Regions from separate parts of the Mus musculus genome. Here region 2 is linked to region 1. Evidence: chromatin contacts called from public HiChIP or PLAC-seq data. All regions are on one chromosome and are shown on one strand. Each heading gives the region's core, a stretch centred on a gene start, on an enhancer-like site or on the middle of the called end of the contact. The rest is flanking DNA. Distances are from core to core; before and after follow the strand shown. Region 1 holds the start of Ifi204 (interferon activated gene 204). Region 2 holds the start of Ifi203 (interferon activated gene 203).

Region 1 (6,120 bases), core at 1,257-3,756:
TGAAATACAGAGTAAGGTAAGTATCTTTTAGTGGATGAGTTATAAAGAAAATGAGAACTCAGGTACCATGGTACATGCATGAAAGTCCAGTCCTGTAGAAGTAGAAATAGCAGGATCAGGAGCACATGACTGTTCTCAATTGTGAGAGTCTACTCCAAACATAAATGAAACACACACACACACACACACACACACACACACACACACACACACACACACACACCACGCATGCTAAGTATACATTAAAAGGTCATAAAGTAGAGTCTGCTGTGCAAGCCTTATGGCCTGAGATTAGATCCTTGGAACTTTTGTTTTTGTTCTTGTTTTGTTTTTTTGAGACATGGTTTCTCTGTGTAGTCCCAGCTGTCTTGGAACTCACTCTGTAGACCAGGCTGGCCTAGAACTCAGAAATTCGCCTGCCTCTGCTTCCCAAGTGCTGGGATTAAAGGTGTGCGCCACCACACCCAGCTACCTGGAACTTTTATAAAGAAACAACTCCCCAATGTTGTCCTGTGGTTTCCACATACATATTGCGATTTGTATATAATTTCTCACATCTTCCCCCAAAACACACATCAAGTATTCATTAGCCATTCAAAGCAATGAATTTCTGTCATTTGAAGTTTGATTGAATTTGACTGAAACGGGTGATAAGTATGTTAAGTAAAACATGGCAGGTACAGGAAGAGAAACATCTCATGTTTCATTTATTTACAAAAATAAACTTTGTACAAGAATGAAACGGGATAGTGGTCAGTAGGGATGACAAGAGGCAGCAGCACTGGAAAAATGAAGACGTTCAGTAAAGGACATCAAAACTCAGCACAGGTCTCATCCCAAAATAGGAAATCCTAACACATACAATTATTGATTGTTGAAGACAAGGAAATGTTTGTTACTTGGACTAGACTACTACACATTGTAAGTGCAAATTGGCTTTATAATGTGCCATATAAAAATCTTTAAGCTAGAAAAATTAATAAGTCATTTAAACTAAAAATGTAAAAGTATACAGCATTTAGAAGGCAGGGATTGGCAGAAATCTCTGAATTTGAGGCCATCCTGGACTACATAGTCATTTCTAAGCCAATCAATGCTACATAGTGGGACCTTGTCTAAAAAACAAAAGCAAAATAGATCAAAACAAAAAAAAAGCAAAAAATGATACAATTTTTAAAGTGGTTTAGAAAAATACAATACCTTCGAATTGCTGACAAAATACTATTTGATGGATTTAAACATATTAGAAAAATTTGATGCTGAAAGAGCAATTTAAAGGCACCAAAATTCTCTGCTAATATAGGTAAGGACCATCCAAGAAACATCATAAAGCCTGGAGGTTCACTACTTAACAATGAAAGATTTCAACCCAAGAAAAGTGAAACAATTTTAATTATATAATTACCAAATAATAACAAATTTTAGTTTTACAACATTACTCCCAGGACATTAAATAGTACTATGTAGTAAAATACAAAATTAATTGTAGACATTAAAGAGGGTCATGGCAGTGGGTGTCTATGATTCAAGGCCCCAGAGTCTGAGGGAAAGACAGAAGCTGAGGCAGAGGCAAGAGGACTGTAAGTTTGAGGCTGGCCTCAGCTATGTGCCAAGTTATTGGAAACCAGGCTTGGATAATGAAATTATTCTTTAAACAGAACCATTAACAAGCAATAATATGTATTTAAACAGGTATGATATTGTCTATGACTATGGTTTAAAATTTATGCATATCTCAACTACTAAAATTTAGGCAAAACAGGATAAAAAAATTAGAAAAATTACAGAAGAAATTAGTGACAGTGAACAAGTTTAACTTTCCTCATTAGTATTCACCTCCATCATGGCATGAAGAAGAGAGTATGGCAAATATTGTCTCTAACATCTGATATAGAAGGGAGCTAAGAGGAGAGCTAAACATAAAAATGTCCACAGTCTATTTAAATAACTGTGTTAACAAAAGTGGGACATTTTTCTCTACAGGCTAATGAGAGTTCTCAAGTTTTATATGAATCTCAGTTTTGTATATTCACAAAACTGGAAAGTGTGGTTTTCATTTAACATGATTTTAGTTATCAATATTTTTTGTTTCTGTCTTGTCTTTTACACAGTCCTTCACCACAAACACCTTACTCCCATGTCTTCTCTAGTGAAGATAAATGAAGAACAGTGATAAACACTAACTCATGAAAAGTCATAGGAATAGAGGAGGCATCTTTATTCTGTCATCGGCTGTCTTCCTAGTGAAGCATCGGAAACCAGCTACAGCAGGTTCAAGGCTGTGAGTGCAGCTGGCACCAGCCTTGGTCCTCCACCATTCAACACTGATTTTTTTCTATGGTCTTTTATATTTCACAGATAGATCTGATCACATGTTTAAGAAACAAACAGAACTCACCTTCCTGGATATTTCTGCAGTGATGTACAGATCCTGAGACCTTCACCGGGTCAAGAAGTGGCCTGCTTGGCTTGAGTAGGTAGGCAGCTAAGTCAGTAAATAAGAAACTGAACAGTTGGGTGTAAAGGAAGATGGTAGTGATTACAACACTCTCAGAGTTGTTTCATTTCTTGAACAGCACTGGCTGTCTCTCCCTGTGCTGTCTCCCTTGGGTGAGAAGTGCTGAATCAGCCAGGCCTCCTCCCAGTTTCGTTCATAGCTTTCAATTTCCCTGGCTTTGGAAACATCTTAACTTCCTGTAAACACTGTGGTCACTATGAAAAAAAAAATCACAGCTTAGTCAGGCTCACATTCTTTTCTGATGAATCTCACTAAATAAGAAAGCCCTAACCTTACAACTTTTGTAGCAAACGGATGTACACTGGCCACTAGACACAAAATTCACATACATGGTACAACCAGATCAAGGTGTTAAAACTAGCTGACCAAGGTTCTGCTCTACTTAGATAGGAGTCCTGGACAGCTAAGGTGGAGTTTTTTTTATTGTAGTAAAGTACTCAAGGCCCAGGGAAGAGTCTAATACGCTCAGGGTTTATAAGTATCAAGCCCTTCGGAAGCCAGAGAATTGTGGTTTTGAGGTTTTGCACAGACAGGCTGGTCTCCAGTTGAGCTGAGGTCTGAACTCCAAAGGGTGATAATTCAGCTACATGACACAGTAGGCATTCCCTTATGCTGCTGGAACTCTGGCTCCTACCTAAGTTACCTCCCCCCACAGACCCCACAAGAGAAGCATGGGTAGAAGTCATGTAGGCAATGGCCCAAGCTTCTGACCTTCAGGCTAAACTCCTCCCCAGTTACCTAGCAACAGTAAAGACCATAAAAAGGGCTGTTCAGCCCCTGTTTGCTATCTTACTTGTCTCTTCTCTTACTCCTTTGTTCTCTTAACTCTCACTTCTCTCACTCTTCTCTCCTCTTTCCTTTCTCTTTGTCTTCTCCTCTCCTCTCTCTCTCTTACTCTCTTTCTCTCTAGCCTTCTCTCTCTCTCTCTCTCTCTCTCTCTCTCTCTCTCTCTCTCTCCTTCCCTATTCTCTCTCTCCCTCCTCTCTCTCTCTTTTTCTAGCTTCTCTGTTATACCCCTACATTTCTATAATAAAGCTCTAAAACCATAAAGAGTCTCTGCTCATCAAAATCTGCTACCCTCACTCTCGCAAGTTTTGGGAACCTCTCTTCTGCCATCCTTCCCTCCTATAACCATAGTGGCTTTAGCAAAGTAGCTCAAGGGATCCCAGGTAGGGCTGCCCCTTGGCCACCCCCTGAAGAGTGGGTCAGAGGTTTGAATGCCCACCCAGGGCTGAGTGGAAAGTGTATGGCAGCTCTCCCACACCTGACAGACCAGAGAATAGGTAAAACTCTGGGGGTGTGGGTTTTCTCTTCCCCCTCTTCCCCTGGGCCCCCTTTTTAGTTCCCAACAGCTTGTGGTTCTGGGATTTAACCACCAACTGCCAACAAGGTACTTGGAAGTTTTCATAATGAACTTCTGAAAGCAGCAGATGAAAGACAGTTTCAAACAGACAGTGCCTTTGTGACCCTGGGACCTCGAGAGTGGCTGGTGTCACAGCTGAGGTGTTATAGTTCTTGGCCCTTAAGGATTTGCAGCTGTCTGCAATGCTCCTGGTTGTCAGTCAATAGTACCTCAGTCTTCAGCTCTTCATAGCCTTGCTTGTCTTTATCTCTGACAGCTCTATGTCAGCTGAAGATACTGTCTTGATTTCTTCAGCTGCCTTTTCATCACACTGACCACTGTTATGACTATCCCACTTCTACCACTCTATTTTCTCTCTTTTTAATATTTTATTTAATCTTCTCTTTTTACACTCCATATTTTATCCCCCCCCCCGCCCCTGGTTCACCCTCTGATTGTTCCCCACCCCATACCTACTTCCTGCCACCCTGTCTCCACAAGTATGTCCCCAACCCTATCCCTCACCTCTCTAGACCTCCCCATTCCCTGTGGCCTTCAGTTTCTTGATGGTTAGCTGCATCTTCTCAGACTGAATCCAGATCCATCAGTGTTCTACTGGATATGTGTTGGGAGCCTCATATCAGCTGGTGTATGCTACTTGGTTGGCGTTCCAGTGTCTGAGAGATCTCGTAGGTCGAGATTAAATGAGACTGCTGGTCCACCTACAGGGTTGCCCACCTCCCCAGCTTCTTTCATCTTTTCCCTGATACAACCCCATGGGTCCACATCTTCTGTCCATTGGGTGGGTGGAAATACCTGCAGTTGACTTTTTCAGCTGCTGGTTGGGTCCTTCGGAGGGCAGTCATAATCGGTCCCTACTTGTGAGAGCTCCACAGCCTCAGTAATAGTGTCAGACCTTGCCATCATCTGGACTGTAGACAGATGTCTAGGCATAGAAATCAGCATCTGAATACATACTGTCCAAGACTTACCCCCAAACATGGATTTGTATACTTGCTGTTGTTTCTATTGTTGACTTGCAGTTTTAATCGCTGGGGGCCTCATTAAATGCAGGGTTTTATTTCAAGTTTTCAACATCTGGTAATACTTGCTTTATGCCCTAAGATGTGGTAAATTTTGAAGGAAGTTCCATGGATTTCTAAGAAAGAAGTATATTTAATGTTTAGATAACATTTTCTGTAGATACCTGTTAGGTCTATTTGATTGATGATCTTACTTTACTCCAAAATTTTCTCTTCATTTTTGTCTGGATGACTTGTTTATTGGTGAGAGTTGTATATTGAAGTCACCCACTATGCTAGGCTCAATATATAATTTTAGCTATAGTAATGTTTCTTTTGTAAAATTTAATACCATTATATCTGGTGCATAAATGTTAAGACAAAATTTTCTTGGTATGATTTCCTTTAATGCTTATACAATGTTCTTCTTTTTCACTTTTGTTTAGTTTTGACACAAAGTCTGTTTTATTAAGTATTAAAATAGCTTTTATAACCTGATTGCATCTTGGTTCCATTTATGTAGAACACCATTTTCCATTATCCACCCTAAATTTATAGTACAGTCTTGGATGGTAGAGTATGTTGTTATTTAATACAGCAGATAGATCCTGATTTCTAAACTAATCAGTTAGTTGATACCTTTTTATTGGAAGAATTGAGAAAATTAATATTGAATGTAATTACTGAACAGTATTTATTAATTCCTTAATTAATTTATTTATTAAATATTTTGTTATAGTAGATTGTCCCTCTTTTGATGAACTGTTCTTGGATATTTATTTTTTGTGTACTCTTGGGTATCTTAACCTTTCATATTAACACTTTTGAAGTTTTGTAGTATCTTCTATAGATCTGGATTAGTAAAGGGAAATTACTAAAAAACTGTTTTTATCAGGAGATGTTTTCTTTCTCTGTAGATTGTGTTTTATATATATGCATATATATGTATGTGCATATATGCATATATACTATTTGTTTCTATTGTTGACTTGCAGTTTCAATCAATAGGGGTCAGATTAGATGTAGCAATATATGAATATTTTGCTGCATACAGCAGTCTAGGATGACTTCCGTGTTTTTTCAGAGTTTGTAGAATATTTGCCCAGTCCTTTCTTCTCAGAATCTCCGTTGAAAGTTAGAAATTGTTCTAATAGGTCTGCCTTTATAAGTGGCTTAGTCTTTTTTCCCTTGAAGCTTTAAATATCTTTTCTTTCTTCTGTACAGTTAATGTTTGAATT
Region 2 (6,070 bases), core at 35-2,534, 180 kb after region 1:
ACATCACATACATTCAATATCTGTGAGAGCACACAAATCTGTAAATTTTTTAAAAAGATAAAAAGGAGAACCCACAGGTTTACAGTTAATATGACAGTGTAGTCATTACTAAGTTAGTAGGGTAAAAAGATCTGGAAAAATTTGGAAAGTTTGAGCAGGATAACTGAGAAACTTAGCAAGATAGGTCTAATCCAGGTACAAATCTCAAATTGACATTTAAATTACAAAGTTTGAGTACACACGGAGTCCTATGCCAGAGGATACAGAAAGCCTTTAAAATATCCTAAAAGTAGACAAAATAGACAACAGAAATGATTGTATTTAACTGACCTTCATAGTCCCTATATTTTATGACAACAAAATAAAAACAAAAATAAATAAAATTTAGCCTATCACAAAGAATAACTTTCATGATGACAAAAAGTTTCTCTCAGTGACTAAATACTATTCTTACTCCCTTTTTTGAAGGGGAGAGAAAGAAAGAGTTACATATGCATATTGAAACAGGAAGTATTTGAATAACTGTATTTGTGATTCTTAGGAAAGTTTTACTGCACATGTCCACTAGTTCTCATGCTGTCTAATATTAAAATAAGACCAGATGATGAAGCTCATTGTTCAAATGCATGTTTTCACTGAATATTATATCACAGTAAATTTTTATATCACTAACCTGTCTTTTACTCAGTCCAGCCACCAGATTCCCGTGCACCGCCCAGCCCAGGCTACTGAAGCCTTCTTGTTTTCCATTTATTGACTTTATACTTAGGAAGCTAATTTTATAACCTGCACTAATCAAAGCTCATGTTTTCTTACCACAAGCTCGAGGGATGGAGAAAGAAAGATGCTGTCATCTTCCTGAATGTGGTATCAGAACCTGTTGCAGCAGGTTCACTGCCCTGCTGGCAGCTGAACAATCTGTGCTCTCCCCACCAGCCACTGGGAAGAACCACACTGATCCCCTATGTTCTTGTGGGTTTCATGGAGCTATCTCTTCTATATATAAAAGGGGAGAGACTTACCTCAGTGAAATTTCTCAGCAATGTTCAGATGATAAATCTTCAGCAAGTCAGGAAATGGGGTTTCTCTGTTTTGAGTAGAAAGAGAAATGACTCAAAAAAGTACACCAGAATGCATTGCAATCTCATTAAATGCTGAGAAAATGTAGTATTTACAAAATAACAGGGAGGGGGGCAAGAGAACTGGTTAAAGTAAGTTCCTAGCTTGAGCAGGGCTGGATGTCTTACAGTGTGCTGTCTTCCTGGGGAGACTTAAGATGAAATTGGGCTCCTCCCAGCACTGTTCATAGCTTTCGATTTCCCCAGCTCTTAAAATAGAGCACTTTATTTCCTGTTATTAATGTAATTTCTAGAAAGAAGCATACACACACACACACACAGGAGAGAGAGAAATTGCAACACTGCATGTTTTATGTCTAGTAGACTTACAAGTGGGTCACTAGGAATCACTCTCATCTGAAAGAAGATGAATCACAAGGAGATACAAGCGAGTCACTCAGCCACCTCACCCTTCTTTGTTTGTTCAATATGAAAGTGGTCAGAGGGGAGCTCCTCAGAGTCTGTTGTTCCTTGGAATTGATGAAGCCTGCTACCTTAGCTGTAATACTTTTGTTTCATGCCTGCCAGCTTGTTTGACACAAAAGCAGCTTGACTGTAGGCACAGCCAGTAATGGGGAATGCCAGGGCCAGGAAGCCAGTGTGGGTTGGTTGATGAGCAGATGGAGGGAGGAGGGGATAGGGAGTCTTCAGTGGGGAAACCAGGAAAGGGGATAACATCCTAAATGTAAATAAAGAAAACATCTAATAAAAAGAAAAAGAAAAAAGAAGATAAAAACATTTTAAAATTAAAAGAAAAAGTTTGACTGAAAGAAAGGTCAAGTTGACCATATTCTGAGGCTTAAATAGTCGTCATCATCATCAGAAATTACCAATCCATAGCCTTCACTCAGAGCAAAGAAAGATAGAGGACAGCTTGAAAAAAAAAAGACTTGGAAAAAGGTTGACCACCCTACAGCCCTCCCCTCACCCGCTTATGAGCTCATTATGATTTTCTGCCTATATAAACTGACCCTGGAAAATAGCTCTTGTATCTGAGCTGAGCCCCTGTTCAATCAGTCTTAGGGTGTGTGTTCAATAAACCAGCCCTGTTTAACTGAGATCCGTTTCTGGGTGCTTTGTGCTGTGATCTGCAGACCACAACAGTACTTGCTTGAACATTTCCTGAATAGGGAAATATCTGTGATGGATCACTTTTGGTTTAAGCACTTTCCAAAGCATCCATTCATTCATTAGTGGTTCCTAGGCCATATTTTCCCAGAGCATAGTGTTATGAGAAACATACAACTGCAACCTCAGCTTAAAAAAAAAAAAGTAATTGGGCAGTAACTGCCCTCTGTACTATAGCTTCACTGTCCTCTATAAGTGATTAAGAAAATGACCCCTGAGAGATTTTTAATGGGAAAAGACAGCAGATTGTGGGCTATGTAGTGCCAGCAGATGAAGCCTTGGAAACTCAAGGAAAAAAGCTGAACATCTGGTAGCTTCAGAGCTTAAAGCAGTGTTTGACTGACTGTTTCTTCCTTTGTAGGATAGTGGATGGTGTCTGTACTACTGTTATAGTGAGACATGGGGGAAAAGGACACCAACTACTACTGGATGCTTTATAGGAAGCTTTAAAGTCAATATAAAAACAGTGCGATTCCAGGGATACCATCACTCATCTGGCAGGGTCCACAGATTTACTTGGGTAGAAAATCATCGAGGTTTGCTTTCCAAGTGCTGGTGTTTGGCAGCTCTTGGAAACCCATGAAATTGGAAAGCCTCTTGTCTTCTTTTAACTTCTTCAAGTTCTTTTATTGTTTTAAAGTTTTCATTGTGCAAATCTTTTCCTTCTTTGGTTACTTTCATTCCAAAATATTGTATGTTTTTAGGATTTTAAAAATAGGATTGTTTACTTATTTTTATTCTTGACATGTTTGTCATTTTTTATTAGGTATTTTCTTCATTTACATTTCCAATGCTATTCCAAAAGTCCCCCATACCCTCCCCCACCCACTCTTTTACCCACCTACTCCCACTTCTTGGCCCTGCCATTCCCCTGTACTGAGGCATATAAAGTTAAATTGGATTTTTATTTATTTACATTTCAAATGTTATCCCCTTTTCCGGTTTCCCCTTGAGAAACTCCCTATCTATCCCTAACTTGACTCTCTCTGCTTCTATGAGGGTGCTCTCACCCACACACTCCTGCCTCCTCGCCCTGGCATTCCCCTACACTGGGGCATCAACCCTTCACAGGACCAAGAGCCTCTCTTCCCATTGATGCCCAACAAAGGCCATCCTCTGCTACATATGCAGCTGGAGCCATGGGTCCCCCCATGTGTACTTTTTTGGTTGGTGGTTTAGTCCCTGGTAGCCAGAGGGGATCTGGTTGGTTGATATTGTTGTTGTTCCCATGGGGTTGGAAAATACTTCACCTCTTTCAGAACTTCCTTCATTGGGGTGCCTGTGCTCAGTCCAATGGTTGGCTGTGAGAATCCATCTCTGTATTTGTCAGCTCTGGCAGAGCCTCTCAGGAGACAGCTATACCAGCCTCCTGTCAGCAAGCACTTTGGCATCCACAATAGTGTTTGGGTTTGGTGTCTTACATGGGATGGATCCCCAGGTAGGGCAGTCTCTTGATGGCCTTTCCTGTCCCCCATTGCTAAACACCGCTGTTCAAATTCCTTTTCCTTTGTATATCATCCCTCTCTCCTCCCATACCTGATCCTGTCCCCCTTCCCCTCTCCTCTTCCTCTTGTCCTCTCAAGTCCCTTCCACACTCTTATCCCATGAGTACTTTGCTCCTCCTCCTAAAAAGTACTGAGGCATCCACACTTTGGTCCTCCTTCTTCTTGAGCTTCATATGATCTGTGAATTGTATCTTGGGTATCCTGAGCTTCTGGGCTAATATCCATTTATCAGTGACTGCAGACCATGTGTGTTCTTTTGTGACTGGGTTATCTCACTCAGGATATTTTCTAGTTCCATCCATTTGCTAAGAATTTCATGAAGTCGTTGTTTTTAATAGATGAGTAGTACTCCATTATGTAAATGGAGCACACTTTCTGTATCCATTTTTCTGAGGGCATCTGAGTTGTTTCCAGCTTCTGGCTATTATAAATAAGGCTGATATGAACAGAGTAGAGGATGTGTCTTTGTTATATGTTGCAACATCTTTGAGTATATGCCCAGGAGTGGTATGGCTGTGTCCTCAGGTAGTACTACATCCAATTTTCTGAGGAACTGCCAGACTGATTTTCACAATGGTTGTACCAGCTTTCAATCCCACCAACAACAGAGGAGTGTTCCTCTTTCTCCACATCCTTGCCAGCATCTGCTGTCACCTGAGTTTTTCGATCTTAGCCATTCTTACTGGTGTGAGGTGTAATCACAGGGTTGTTTTGATTTGCATTTCCCTGATGACTAAGGATGTTGAACATTTCTTTAGGTGCTTCTTGGCTATTCGATATTCCTTAGTTGAGAATTCTTTGTTAGCTTTGTACTCCATTTTTGATAGGATTATTTGATCCTCTGGAGCCTAACTTCTTGAGTTCTTTTTATATATTGAATATTAGCCCTCTATTGGATGTAGGATTGGTAAAGATCTTTTTCCAACCTGTTAGTTGCCATTTTGTCCTATTGACACTGTCCTTTGCCTAATGAGACATTCATGTAGTTTTTGTCTTTCATTATGTTTGAATGTGGATCACTTTTATAAATTTATATATGTTGAATCTCTTCTCTAGGTAGAGTCAAATATCTCTGAATTGTGCTTCTGTCAAAGAAATTACGGGCATATACATATATATATATATGTATACCTCCTGAATCAGAGTCTGTGGCACGCAACCTTCTTGACCATGGTGCATGATCTTTTTTATGTATTCTTAGATTTCGTTTGCTAGTATTTTATTGAGATTTTTTTTTGTAGGTCTAGTCGTGACAGAATTTGGAAAGTAATTCTATTTCTTTGCTGGGTCTTTATGTGGTTTAAATATTAGAGTAACTGTGGTCTCTTAAAATGAACTGGGCTATATTGATTCTGTTTCTATTTTCTGAAATAATCTGAAGAGTGTTAATTTTTCTTTGAAAAACCTAATAGAATTTTGTATTAAAGCCACCCGGGCTTGGGCTTTGTTGTTTTGAGGAGACTTAATTACTGCCTCTCTAATACTAAGGGAATATATCTGTTTAAATTGCTTTTCTGATCTTGATTTAACTTTGGTAGGTGGTATATATCAAGAAAAATATTCATTCCTTTTAGATTTTTCTAATTTGGTGGAGTACAGATTTTAAAGTATGTCCTTTTAAGTCTCTGGATTTCATCACTGTCTGTTGTTCTGTCCCCCTTTGCCTCTAATTTTGTTAGTTTGTATCCTCTCTCACAGCCTTTGGAAAGTTTGGTTAAGGACTTAACAATCATTGATTTTTCTCAAAGAACCAACTCCTTTTTTAAAAAGCATATATTTATGGAACTTTTATTATTATATATTATTTCTGATTCACAACATATATTTTTTTGACAGAAACCAACAGCAGAATATCATATTTGTGTCAAGAAGAACGAACTTGGTGTCCAATTTTATATTTTATTAATTTTTGTTTTTAATTTATTTTAATATTAAGGAATAGTAGGAAATTTACCTAGTTTATATGGTAGTTGTTAAAAATAAAATTACAAATGTTTTCAATGTCCTAACTAAATACTAAGTTATTAGTAAGACAAATATACTTACTAATGTGTTGATCCAAATTACTTAATAACCATTAATAGGAGGTATTACTTATTAAGTTATTTAATTGCCTTACAGCCTGATTCTTTCTTCCCATCCATCCTCTCTTCCTAGTCTCTCCCTTACCACTTCTCTACCTCTAGTTCTTCTACTTCTCCTTTTTTTTCTCTCGTGGGTGTCAACCATCCTTGGCTTATCAAATTGTAGTGAACAGCCATCTCCAGTAACCAGAGAAGACTTCCAATGGAAGTCCACAAATCCAGCTACAATACCTTC

Evidence for each region. HiChIP or PLAC-seq counts read pairs in DNA pulled down with a chosen protein or histone mark.
Region 2: a BATF HiChIP or PLAC-seq map of CD8 T cells shows a contact between it and region 1, with 5 read pairs. The contact joins the promoter of Ifi203 here to the promoter of Ifi204 in region 1. A contact is called at or near these places in 1 of 39 promoter capture datasets (macrophages), 1 of 115 datasets of contacts at active chromatin or transcription factors (CD8 T cells) and 1 of 9 other capture datasets (adipose tissue).

The regions. Positions count from the first base shown.
Region 1 is chr1:173,764,413-173,770,532 of GRCm38.p6, forward strand. Ifi204 (interferon activated gene 204) reads right to left here and starts at 2,507. Exons shown (of 9, transcript NM_008329.2): 1 at 2,399-2,507.
Region 2 is chr1:173,941,208-173,947,277 of GRCm38.p6, forward strand. Ifi203 (interferon activated gene 203) reads right to left here and starts at 1,285. Exons shown (of 10, transcript NM_001302649.1): 1 at 1,248-1,285; 2 at 1,023-1,087.